Linked DNA regions of Hordeum vulgare: region 2 is linked to region 1. Evidence: chromatin contacts called from public Hi-C data. All regions are on one chromosome and are shown on one strand. Each heading gives the region's core, a stretch centred on a gene start, on an enhancer-like site or on the middle of the called end of the contact. The rest is flanking DNA. Distances are from core to core; before and after follow the strand shown.

The links. A called contact is a pair of places that touch in the nucleus more often than the background predicts.
Region 2: a contact with region 1 is called in a Hi-C map of seedling, with 3 times the contacts expected there. The contact joins the promoter of LOC123446229 here to the promoter of LOC123448082 in region 1. A contact is called at or near these places in 2 of 6 Hi-C or Micro-C datasets (leaf and seedling) and 1 of 1 datasets of contacts at active chromatin or transcription factors (embryo).

Annotation. Positions count from the first base shown.
Region 1 is chr4H:117,308,194-117,313,137 of MorexV3_pseudomolecules_assembly, reverse strand. It overlaps LOC123448082 (pathogenesis-related genes transcriptional activator PTI6-like), which reads left to right and starts at 2,200. Exons shown (of 1, transcript XM_045124852.1): 1 at 2,200-3,899. The coding sequence starts at 2,457. The coding sequence ends at 3,395.
Region 2 is chr4H:117,628,696-117,634,130 of MorexV3_pseudomolecules_assembly, reverse strand. LOC123446229 reads right to left here and starts at 3,825. Exons shown (of 3, transcript XM_045122905.1): 1 at 2,957-3,825; 2 at 2,475-2,877; 3 at 1,735-2,361. The coding sequence starts at 2,601. The coding sequence ends at 2,114.

The DNA of each region.
Region 1 (4,944 bases), core at 951-3,450:
TTCGACTTATTGGTTTGGTGTAATCAACTAGATTGGTAATTCTTGCAATGGAACAAGTGCTTAGTTTTGGGTTCAATCTTGCGGTGTCCTCACCCAGAGATAGTAGGGGTAGCGTGGCACGTATTGTATTGTTGTCATCAAAGGTAAAAGACGGGATTTTCATCATATTTCTTGAGTTTATTTCTCTACATCATGTCATCTTACTTAATGCGTTACTCTGTTCTTCATGAACTTAATACTCTAGATGCAGGAGGAGTCAGTCGATGTGTGGAGTAATAGTAGTAGATGCAAAATCGTTTCGGTCTACTTGATACAGACGTGATGCCTATATGCATAATCATTGCCTTCGATATCTTCATAACTATTCGTTTTTCTATCAATTGCTCGACAGTTATTTGTTAACCCAACGTATTATTTTCCTTTATGAGAGAAGCCTCTAGTGAAACTTATGGCCCCCGGGTCTATTTTCCATAATATATTTTCAGATCTATAAACCAAAAATATCAAAAAATACTTTGCTGCAATTTATTTACTTTAATTTTACTTTCAGATCTATCAATATTATATATATATCTCTATCAGATCTCATCCTTGAAAATAACTCTGAAGGGACTCATAACCCCTTTGTAGCATTGGGTGCAAGTGTTTTATTTTTTATGTAGGTACTACTATTGGAGCCTTGCTTGTTCCTCCTACTGGATTGATACCTTGGTTCTAAATAAACCGAGGGAAATACTTATCTATTTTGCTGCATCACCCTTTCCTTTTCAAAGGAAAGCCAACGCAAGCTCAAGAGGTAGCAAGTAGGATTGAGCGTTGACAGTGGCTTCGCGCGCGGACAGACGACAGTAGACATTCGAGTGGCTAGAGGCGGATTGAGCGCTTGCATGCGGCACCGAGGCATTGCCCAGACTGGGTGGACTAGTACTCGGCTAGTCCATGGCAAGCGCGGTCCGTCGCCAACCGGGTTCGCCAAATCCCGTCGATAAGATGCGCCAAATCTCGTCGCCGCCACATCGGCCTTTCACACCGGCAAGAAGGAGGCGCTACCGGTGGATGTGCTGTTGGGTGGAGAAGGGAGGGGGCCGGAGAGCAAGGTGGCACCAAAAATGAGCGCCGGTCTAGGTTCTGTGCATTTCCGGCGACGGATGAGGGAAGAAGATAAAAGGACGAGACTGTGCCGTCGATGGGCGGGTCAGGGAAAGGAGCACGCGGATGAGGTGTGTGTCCATTTCGTGTCCGCATCGACCTAAATTTAAGCGTGAAATAAATCACAAACGGACAAAAAATTAATGCGTGTTCGTTGAGTCGATGCGTTGGGTCGTGTTTGTCTGCACAGATGAAATGGATTGCGCAGTTGGATGTGGTCTGATCTGCCCGTGATTAGTTGAAGAGACGATCGGTGTCCTGAAGACGAGAAACGCAGGAGATGGTTAGAGTACTGCGAGCCGAACTGCACTCATGAGTCGGGAAATACCCTTGGGCGGGTCGTGCCCGTGGTGTCCCCGTCTCGCTGTTAGGTGAGCCAAGAAAACAGAGGAATACACCACGTGCCCATGCGTTCACGCACGACACGCCGCGCGCTCATCCTCGCCGTTCCGATGCGTCGAGCCCACACATCCCAGGCGCTCGCGTGTCGACTGCGGAGTTCGGGAGAGAGGCCGAGGCGACCACACCACCCTTGAAAACATGACCAGTTTACCCCTGGGCACACGCGGTAAAATACGCTCAGTGCCCCTGGTGCTGCTGTGTCGGCCTGCCGTACGGACGGGCCACATCGCCACGACACATCCGACGGGCGCCCCAGCTCCACGCCACCCCACTTGCTCTCCGGCATGTCAGAAACTATTTATCACCGCCCCGCTACCTACCCATCATCCGCCCCCGCTGCGCCCGACCTGGCGGCAACGAAACTTTATCCCGTGGCCCCGCACGTCAGCGTGGTGGGGTACTTTGAATTCCGCGAAGTGGTTGTAGATATTTACCGCTCACGTGAAGTGACCAACACGCTCCACTGACGCGTGGGTCCGGAGCCAGCTGGACAGCAGAGCAGCAGCAGCCGCCGCAGCGCGGCTCGCCCGCCAAGCCGGAAGCAGCTTTGCACCGGGGGCACCATCGTTGTCTTAACTGACACACGGGTCCCAGATAGTCCCGGACCCCACAGGTCCGTGGGCAGCAGAGTTCCCGGAGATGGCAAATTTGCATAAATACCCCCTGCCACCGCGCGCTTCACGCCTCCCTCTTGCACGCTCTTTTACACTTCGCCCATTCCCATTTCCCACTCCGGCACACCCCCTCTCTGTTTACAGGTGGAGATAGAGAGAGAAGCGCGGAACCCCATCCAATCCTTTCTCTCTCTAAAACCCTCCCAAAACCACCACACCCAGCAGGAGAACTCCGCCAATCCGTCGCCAGCTGATGAAATCGGGGCTTGCTGCTGTCAACTGTCGCCGGTGATGGACGGTTGCTGGCGGCTCCCTGGAGGCCACGGCGGCGCCGCCGCCGCCGGCCGCGTCCTCCGCGTGCACTTCCTGGACGCCGATGCCACCGACGACTCCGACGAGGAGACGAGCCAGCTTCAGCGACGCGGGGCGCGGCGGTGCGTCCGGGAGATCGGCCTGCCGCCCGCTTCGTTCCATCTTCCATCCGCCGCGGCGGGTGCGGTGAGCAGCTCCTCCCACTGGACGCGCCAGAAGAGGTTGAGGGCGGCCGCGGCCGGCAAGACGCGTACGTTGGTGGCGGGCGGCGAGGATGACTGGTACCCGGGGACTACGGCGGCCCGGCGATTTCGCGGCGTGAGGCGGCGCCCGTGGGGCAAGTGGGCGTCGGAGATCCGCGACCCGAAGCAGGGGCGGCGCGTCTGGCTTGGCACCTTCGACACCGCCGAGGAGGCCAAGTCCGTCTATGACTCCGCGGTGGTCCGCCTCCGTGGCCCGGGGGCAGTCAGCAACGCCATCGCCCGCTCCCCCTCGCCGCCCCTCTCCACCGTAACGGCGTCCGTTCCGTCGCCGTCGACATCCGCGGCCTCTCCCCCGTTGCCCTCCACCACGGCGGTCTCTCCTCCGTCGCTCTTCGCCACGGCGGCCTCTCCCCCGGTGCCCTCCACCACGGCGGCCTCTCCTACGTCGCCCTCCACCACGGCGGCCTCTCCCCCGTCGCCCTCCACCACGGCGGCCTCTCAGTCGGCGGCGACCACCAGCTGGTCCTTGGTGAACGCGGACGAGGAGGTGACGGCAGCGTTCGGCATGGGATTCGTCGACGAGGAGACCTCCCTGAACAACCTGATGCAGTTCTGCCTCCCCGCGACGTGCAGCAGCAGGTGGGACCCCTCGGCGGACTTCGTGGAGCTCGCGGACCTCGACGACCTCTTCGCGCCGGAGCCCCTGTCGGCCTGACCGGACCGGAGCGGCGATGGCAACTCCACCGCAACTTTTTGAAAGAGAACAGTTTTAAACATAATTTTATTTTATTTCTCGGGAGTCTGCAAATTTTGAGAGGCGTGCGCAAATATTTATCCGAAACTTTTGCTTGGCGTTTTATTTCGAGAGAGGAATAAATCGTGGCGGCAGGAGGAAAAAAGACCGAAATGTTGTCTTTTTCCTCTGAGGCCTAGGCGTTTAGCTTAGGGGCGTTTTTGTAATTCGGAGTGAAGAGGTGTTGTCTTGTGTGCGAGCGTGTCGGGGCTGGATTTGAGCTTGCCGAGATAAAAGCTGCCCGTGAGGGGACAAGAGCTGGAGAGAACGAAGTAGCAGTCTCGAGCTTTGCTTGGGTTTTACGTTGTGGGAACTAGTGATTGCTATGCACGTGATCCCGTTTTCCCCTGTGTTAGAATCTGGACAGTAAGTTGTGATTTGGGTGTGGTAATTCAAAAAGAAATCTGGGGTGCAACATGTTCATCACGTATACTTGTTGCTACTGTATTGTATTGTGCAAAACAAGAATTCAGTCTGGATATGTATTTCTTTTCTGTAGAGCGTTGTTAAGAGTATATTTTGGGGGATTAATCTATATGCTCCTACTATGTCATTGCCTGGACTAAAAGCGATGATAATGATTGGACGATGGTCCAGAAATCTCCAAAGGTGACTAAGATTGGAGAAATCTTGTGATTTTCCTTCCCTGGCATCCTAGTAAGGTTGTCTTTGTCGGCTCGTCGCTGCATATATGTCCAGCATGTGTGCTACTGCACACGACCGAGTCTTTCCTGTGCATGGATCTCACGTCCGTATTCTCTCCGACAGTAATAGCGAATTCAAAATTCTAAGGAGACGGAGAATCCGAGAATGAGAAGATCCGAAGAGCGGGCCCACGTTCCAGTGGCGGTGCCGTAGCACGGGTCCAGCAGGCCCAGCTACTTACCAAACAATGTGCGGTCAAGTACTGACGTGTTGCTCATTGATCCTGCTCTTTGCTTGAAAGAGAAAATAATGCAACATGCTAATAACTCCGCAGGCTACATGCTCCTAGAGTCCCACTATGGCAGTACGCCACGGGCAGAGCGTGCGGAATTAGAACCGCGCGATTACGATTTTGAAAAGAAAAGGAAAACCCTTAGAACAACTTCAACCAGTCACCTTACTGTGTAAAAAACTGGTTCAGAGAAAGTTAAAAAAAACAGCACAATCAAATCTCATATTGCTACTATTATGATAAAATTGTTATGAACCGACAAAACTGGGCGGTGATTAGTAAACCGTCATTAGGACGTAATTAACAGTTATTAGTATAAACGCCGTACGGACGCGTCCGTCCGTACAGTCACCTTTTTGTACAGACGCCTTTTGGTTTGCGTCCCAATCCTTGTATAAATATTGCCATCAATCAATGAAAGATTAGTTTTTCGCACAAACACTTTCGCTATCACTTTTTACACGTTATCAGCACTGTCTCTGCCGAGAGAAGACAGAGCCATCAGGGAAAGGACAAGAAAAGATTTTACGGGAA
Region 2 (5,435 bases), core at 2,576-5,075, 320 kb before region 1:
AAAGGAAAGGAATCTAAATGAAATAAAACACACAAAAATACATAGAAGGAGGGGTCCCACTGGCATAGACATGAGGCCCGAAGAGGATGACAAGTGGGCCGAGGCCCACTACCACAGCCTATCACACAACAAGTAAAATAGGGAGATTTTAATCTACGCGTGTGGTACGGCCTGGGATCTGCTAGAAGAGGAGCGCCACTCCACTTATCGTACGGAAATGCTCTACCTTTCCTCTGCTCGCGGCAGAGAGGCAAGCAATGGCGCCGGCAAGGTCTCCAACGACCATCAGGGCGCACGCGTGGCTATGGGTACGCGGAATACAGTGGGGATCCATTTTGGACCTCAGCCGTACCTGCGATGCACGGAGGTGGAACGAACTGCGATGGCGCCGGCGAATCGCACGGGCACGACAACCAGCAATGGCGCTACGCTACGAGGAGGCGTGCTACGCATTGGAATGGCCTCACGAGAGGGAACAGGGTCGTGGTTTCTCACCTAGCTATGACGGAGATGGCGGCGAGCACGACGTCGGTTGCGAGTCGATGGCGAGCTCGGAAATGATGGGGAAGTAGAGGCTCGACGCGGCTCCTTCGTTCCCGCGATGCAATCGAGGACGTCGGGGATGAGGACGATGAGCCCCTCGCTCTAGCCGAGAGGGGAGGCTGCGGCGGCGATGATCACGCCGGAGAGGAGCGAGCTCCTTCTCTGGCCCTGGCAGCGACGCTACGGTGACTAACCTACGCGACGGCGACGGAGGAGGAGGAGAGGGTAAAGGGGACAGGAACCCAAGGGATTGACGCGATTAAATAGGCTGGAGGAGGCCTATGACCTTGCGCCCATGGCCATGGTGCGGCCCCCGCTCGGCCTCCACTACGAGGGGGGGGGGGGGGTGGAAAGGAGGTTAATGATGACGCGGGGCTGAGAGGCTGCAGGTGGACCATGCAGCGGTCCATGCTAGCTAGAAGCACGGCACGCGCGCTGGGCTAGGTGGGCTGATGTTGCTATGCGCCGTTAGGTGGGCCGCAACGGAGGGAACCCCGAGGTGGGCTGCGGTTTTGGGAAAGGGCCGGCTACGCTCGACGGGGAATAAAAGAGTTCTCTATTTTTTTTAAAACAGCAAGCAAATACTCCCTCCGTTTCTAAATATAAGTACTTTAAGCAATTTCACTAAGGGTCTACATACAAAGCAAAATGATTGAATCTATACTCTAAAGTATGTCTATATACATCCGTATTTAGTCCACTAGTGAAATCTCTACAAAGACTTATATTTAGGAACGGAGGGAGTATTAATTAGCCACGGAATGTGAAGAGCATGTTTGAGAAAAGAAAAAGTGGTTCGGCACTCCGAAAAATGAGCTCTGTTTATTTAAAATGTTTTGGGTATTTGTAGAGAAAAAATAATAATTCACACATTGAATATTGGAATCTGTTTTAGCAAAAGGCACAAAACAAAAACACAACACATAGACAAAGGTTACTTTAACAAACACCTACAGAATATTTGACAACTATGGAACATTTTTAATAAATGATTAGAGCAAGTAACAAACAAGACATATCTACTATTGGAATTAAGAGGGGTTTTTGACAAGCTTGCAAAAAGGATTTTTGGAGTGGATCCCCACACACACACACACTCACATGCAAGCACATCTCACACACATCCACTCACATGCAAGCACATCTCACACACATCCACTCACATAACATTTCACAAGCATGATGCAAAAATGAAATGAGGATATTATGCCATGATGAAATGACATGAAGGAAAACAAGTTATTACTCAAACCACATGATGGCATCCATTGAATGTTCAACGTGGAATCTATTAGAAATAAGGAAAGGGGGCACTTGGGCTGTTACATGTAGTGTGCCTGCAGTTGCCGGAAGTCCTTGCCCAAGGACGCCAAGATGCCATGCTCTTTTTCCCTCATTGTTCACATCGAGCGGGTCAAGAGTCACTTACCCTCCTGGAGTGGTGATTGCCTCATCTATGACAGCCCGCTCAGAGAAGACCTTGAAGACATCGTCGCCGGGGAAATTGATGAATTCCAAGTCGCCCACCCGTAGGTATCGGCTCAAGGGAAGCTCCACCATCGACGATGAGCTAGCAGCGCTCGTGCGAGCGGCGTGGAGCAGAAAGGACATGTTCTCTTGTGGCACCCCGGCGACAGGGACACCTCCGATGCCCGTCACCATATCCAGGGCCGACCCCAAGAGGACCTGCTTGCCGGTGTCCCGGGGGCAGATGTGCATGCTCCTCCTCCGGCGCGACGCGGTTGGCCTCCTCGGCCACCTCCTTGGTGATCACCTCGATGTTGCAATCGATGCCGAGGTCCTTTGGCACCGCCGGACCTTAAGACAATAGCAAGAATAATGGAACTGAGAAGAAGTTCAAGAAGACAAAATGAAGAAGGAAACAAAGGCGCAGGGACGAAGACCAACATTCTGGTGGTAGGAGAACTTACCAGTGGACTCCCGCCGGGGAGGCGCCTCGCTCTCTCCGGCGGTGACCTTCGTTGATGCCTGCTCGTCGAGGGTCTTCCCCGCTAGCGTTTCATCAACCGGGGCAGTCTCCACGACAAGGACCGCCATGCGAGGACTCCCCTCATAGGTCGAGCCCTCCCGTGCCGCCTCCACGTGTTCCTATCCTGCCTACACAAGGGTCAAGGTGGAGGCGCCGGTGGTGTCGCCCTCGTCCTCTGTTGTGTGCTAGGGAGGAGCTTCTTGCCGGGGGCTGGGCGGGAGTCGAGGTCCACGATCTCCCTCTCACGCGAAGGAACCCGCTCCTGTGGGGTGCTTGCCATGCCTCCGGCACCGGACGTCCGGCCCGCCATCCTGGCCATCCTCTACGCCAAGGTCTCCTCGACTCTTCAACCACAGTACGGAACAAGGCTCAACAAGGAGCAAACAAGAATCATAAACAAGACCACGTGGAATCGACACTTACTTGTCATCTTCCTCCCCCCGAGCTGAAGGCACACATGTCCCACCCGCCCCTTGCTGCTGGGCGGGGGCTAGTGGCGGGGTAAGCAACACTGATCCTCCTGCCGGGGGCAGGGCTTGATGCATGTTGGGCGCAAGACTGTCGTGTCTGCCGCGGGCGGGCAACGCTCGCGGTGGGGTCCTCCTCTTCCTCCTTGCCTTCGACCTCCGGGGAAGAGGATCGACAGACTAGCTCCCCCGTGGCTGCCTTGAGGAGCGCGCGCGCCCTTTTTGGGGCGGCCCGCGCCGGGGGCTCCCTCGGCTCTGGTTCCCCGCCAGCATCGGCACCCACATCACCGGCGACCTCGATGGAAGTAGGCCACTCCGGAGTATCTTGGGTCGGCGGCTCGACATCGACATCCTCACATTTGCCCTCTTCGGGCGTGGGAACTTTCGAGCTGTTGGTGCCGGCATCCAAGCCCGCCTCCGTGACCCGTCGACCAATGTACGCGACCTCCGCTGGCGTGGTGGGACGAACCATATGCCCCTCGTCCCTGATGTGCACCTCCTCTAGAGTATTAAACAACTCCTGTACCTCCTCCTTTGCTGGGGGCTTCCACGTGGGGTCCACCCCATGGCATCATCACCACTATCGCGTCACGGCAACAGTTGTTGTGGAGTGGGACGATAGTCGACGAGAGGATGAACTTTTCCTCCGGGAAGAAGAGCTGGCAGCAGAAGTTGGTGAGATCCAAGAAGGTCAGATCGCCGTCGAGCCCGGGGTGGATCTGCATGATGTTTGCGGGCCCGCTGTACTCCCAGGCGAAGCGCTTCCGATCCTGGGGGCGATGTGCCTGGCGAGTAAGTCTGAGCCCACAATTTATATGGCGAGCCCCGCGGCTTTGAGCCAAAGCAAGCGGATAATCGCTATCTCCAGCTTCGCGTCATCCTTGGCGAGGGCGCTCTAGTCGCTCCTGCGGACGGGCTCAAGCGTTTGAGCCTTGTAGAAGGATAGGTGCATATTGTCAACGATGTAACACCAGTCCCCTCGCCACTCCTCCCACCTATGGTGTAGGAGGCCTAGGCGATACTCTTCCTTGCAGCGAGGCAAGGAATCCAAGTAACGCTGTCGGAGATGGCGTCCTTGCCCTCTATGAGAGGAAAGAAGAAGTGGCGGAAGAGGGAGACATTGGGGTCCACCCCAATAAAGTTTTTCCACAAATGCGCGAAAACGAACATGGTGGTCGCCGTGTTCAGCGTGAAATCGAGTAGGTGGAACCCATAGGTCTCCATCAGATCCAAGAAGAAGGCCGAAAAAGGATGGGCCGATCCGTAGTAGAAGTACGTCACGAAAAACGGGTACTTCTCACGACTGTCTTCGACATCCCCCGGAAGCACCACCGGAGCCGGGTGCGCCTTCGTCTCCCTCCCCTACATTGGAACATACTTCGAGAAAAGGTCGTGCTGCAGAAGAGAGCAGGGGTAGAAGACAGTAGATTTCCTCCTCCTCCTTGCCACATCCTCCTTCACCTCTGCTTCGGTCGCCTTCTTGGGCTTCTTTGCCACACCAATCGCGGTGGAAGGGGTCAAGCGCATCGACACCATGGCAGTCCCGTGAAATAGGCGGCGGCTAGGACGAGGAAGAAGGAGAAGGGAGGAGGCTTGGGGGTTCTCCGGCTGTGCGTTGTGAAGGCTCAAAGAGAGGCGGGAAGCAACATAGCAGCATGGACGCGACTGGGGGAGGGAACAAGTCCTCTGCAAAAAAGTTGTTTATACACACGCGGAGGACGCAAGGGTCACCTCCCCGAGAAGCGCACGATATGATTTCTGAAGCACGGCCCCTTGAGGAAACCATCTCACCACTCCCATGACATGCGGTAAATGCGCGTCGTTTGAGCAGTCAACAAAACCATCATTATAGGGAAGTGCGGCCGCGCATGCCCATGCATTGTTTTGGGCCTTGCCCGACAACGCTCCACACACGTGTGTATGGTCAAGGCTTGGGGGATATTGTCGGTGTCCTGAGAAATGGGGTCCTTAGTCCCCATGACTTAGGCACATGCATCCGCGGCCACATGCCGGCAACTTCTTGCCAGGCTCACTCCAATCCCCGGGGCAAACCAAGACCAAGAGCGAGGCGGCCCGGCAAGACTCCCAACAACCTATGCAGACATCCACTCGCAGCGCCCGGCAAGATCCCAGCCTACCAAGTCACCGCTCCACCTCACCAGAGGGCTGATTGTCTACATCCGCCGAGGTGTCGAGCGGGCAGGCAGGCACGCAGATCTGGCAGAGGCATGTGGTCGTGGCAGCGGGCGTGTCCCAGCCGCGATGACACCCGTCGCTCGGTGTGGCGGCAGAATAAGAGGTAGTTGGACGAACGACACACAGAGACAGACAATCCTTACAGGGAGATGTCGCCCACGTGCCACCTCACGGCGCATTCAGCGCGCCTGTCCCAGTCCATCAGAGTTAGGTATTTCCCACTACCTATTCTGGCAAGC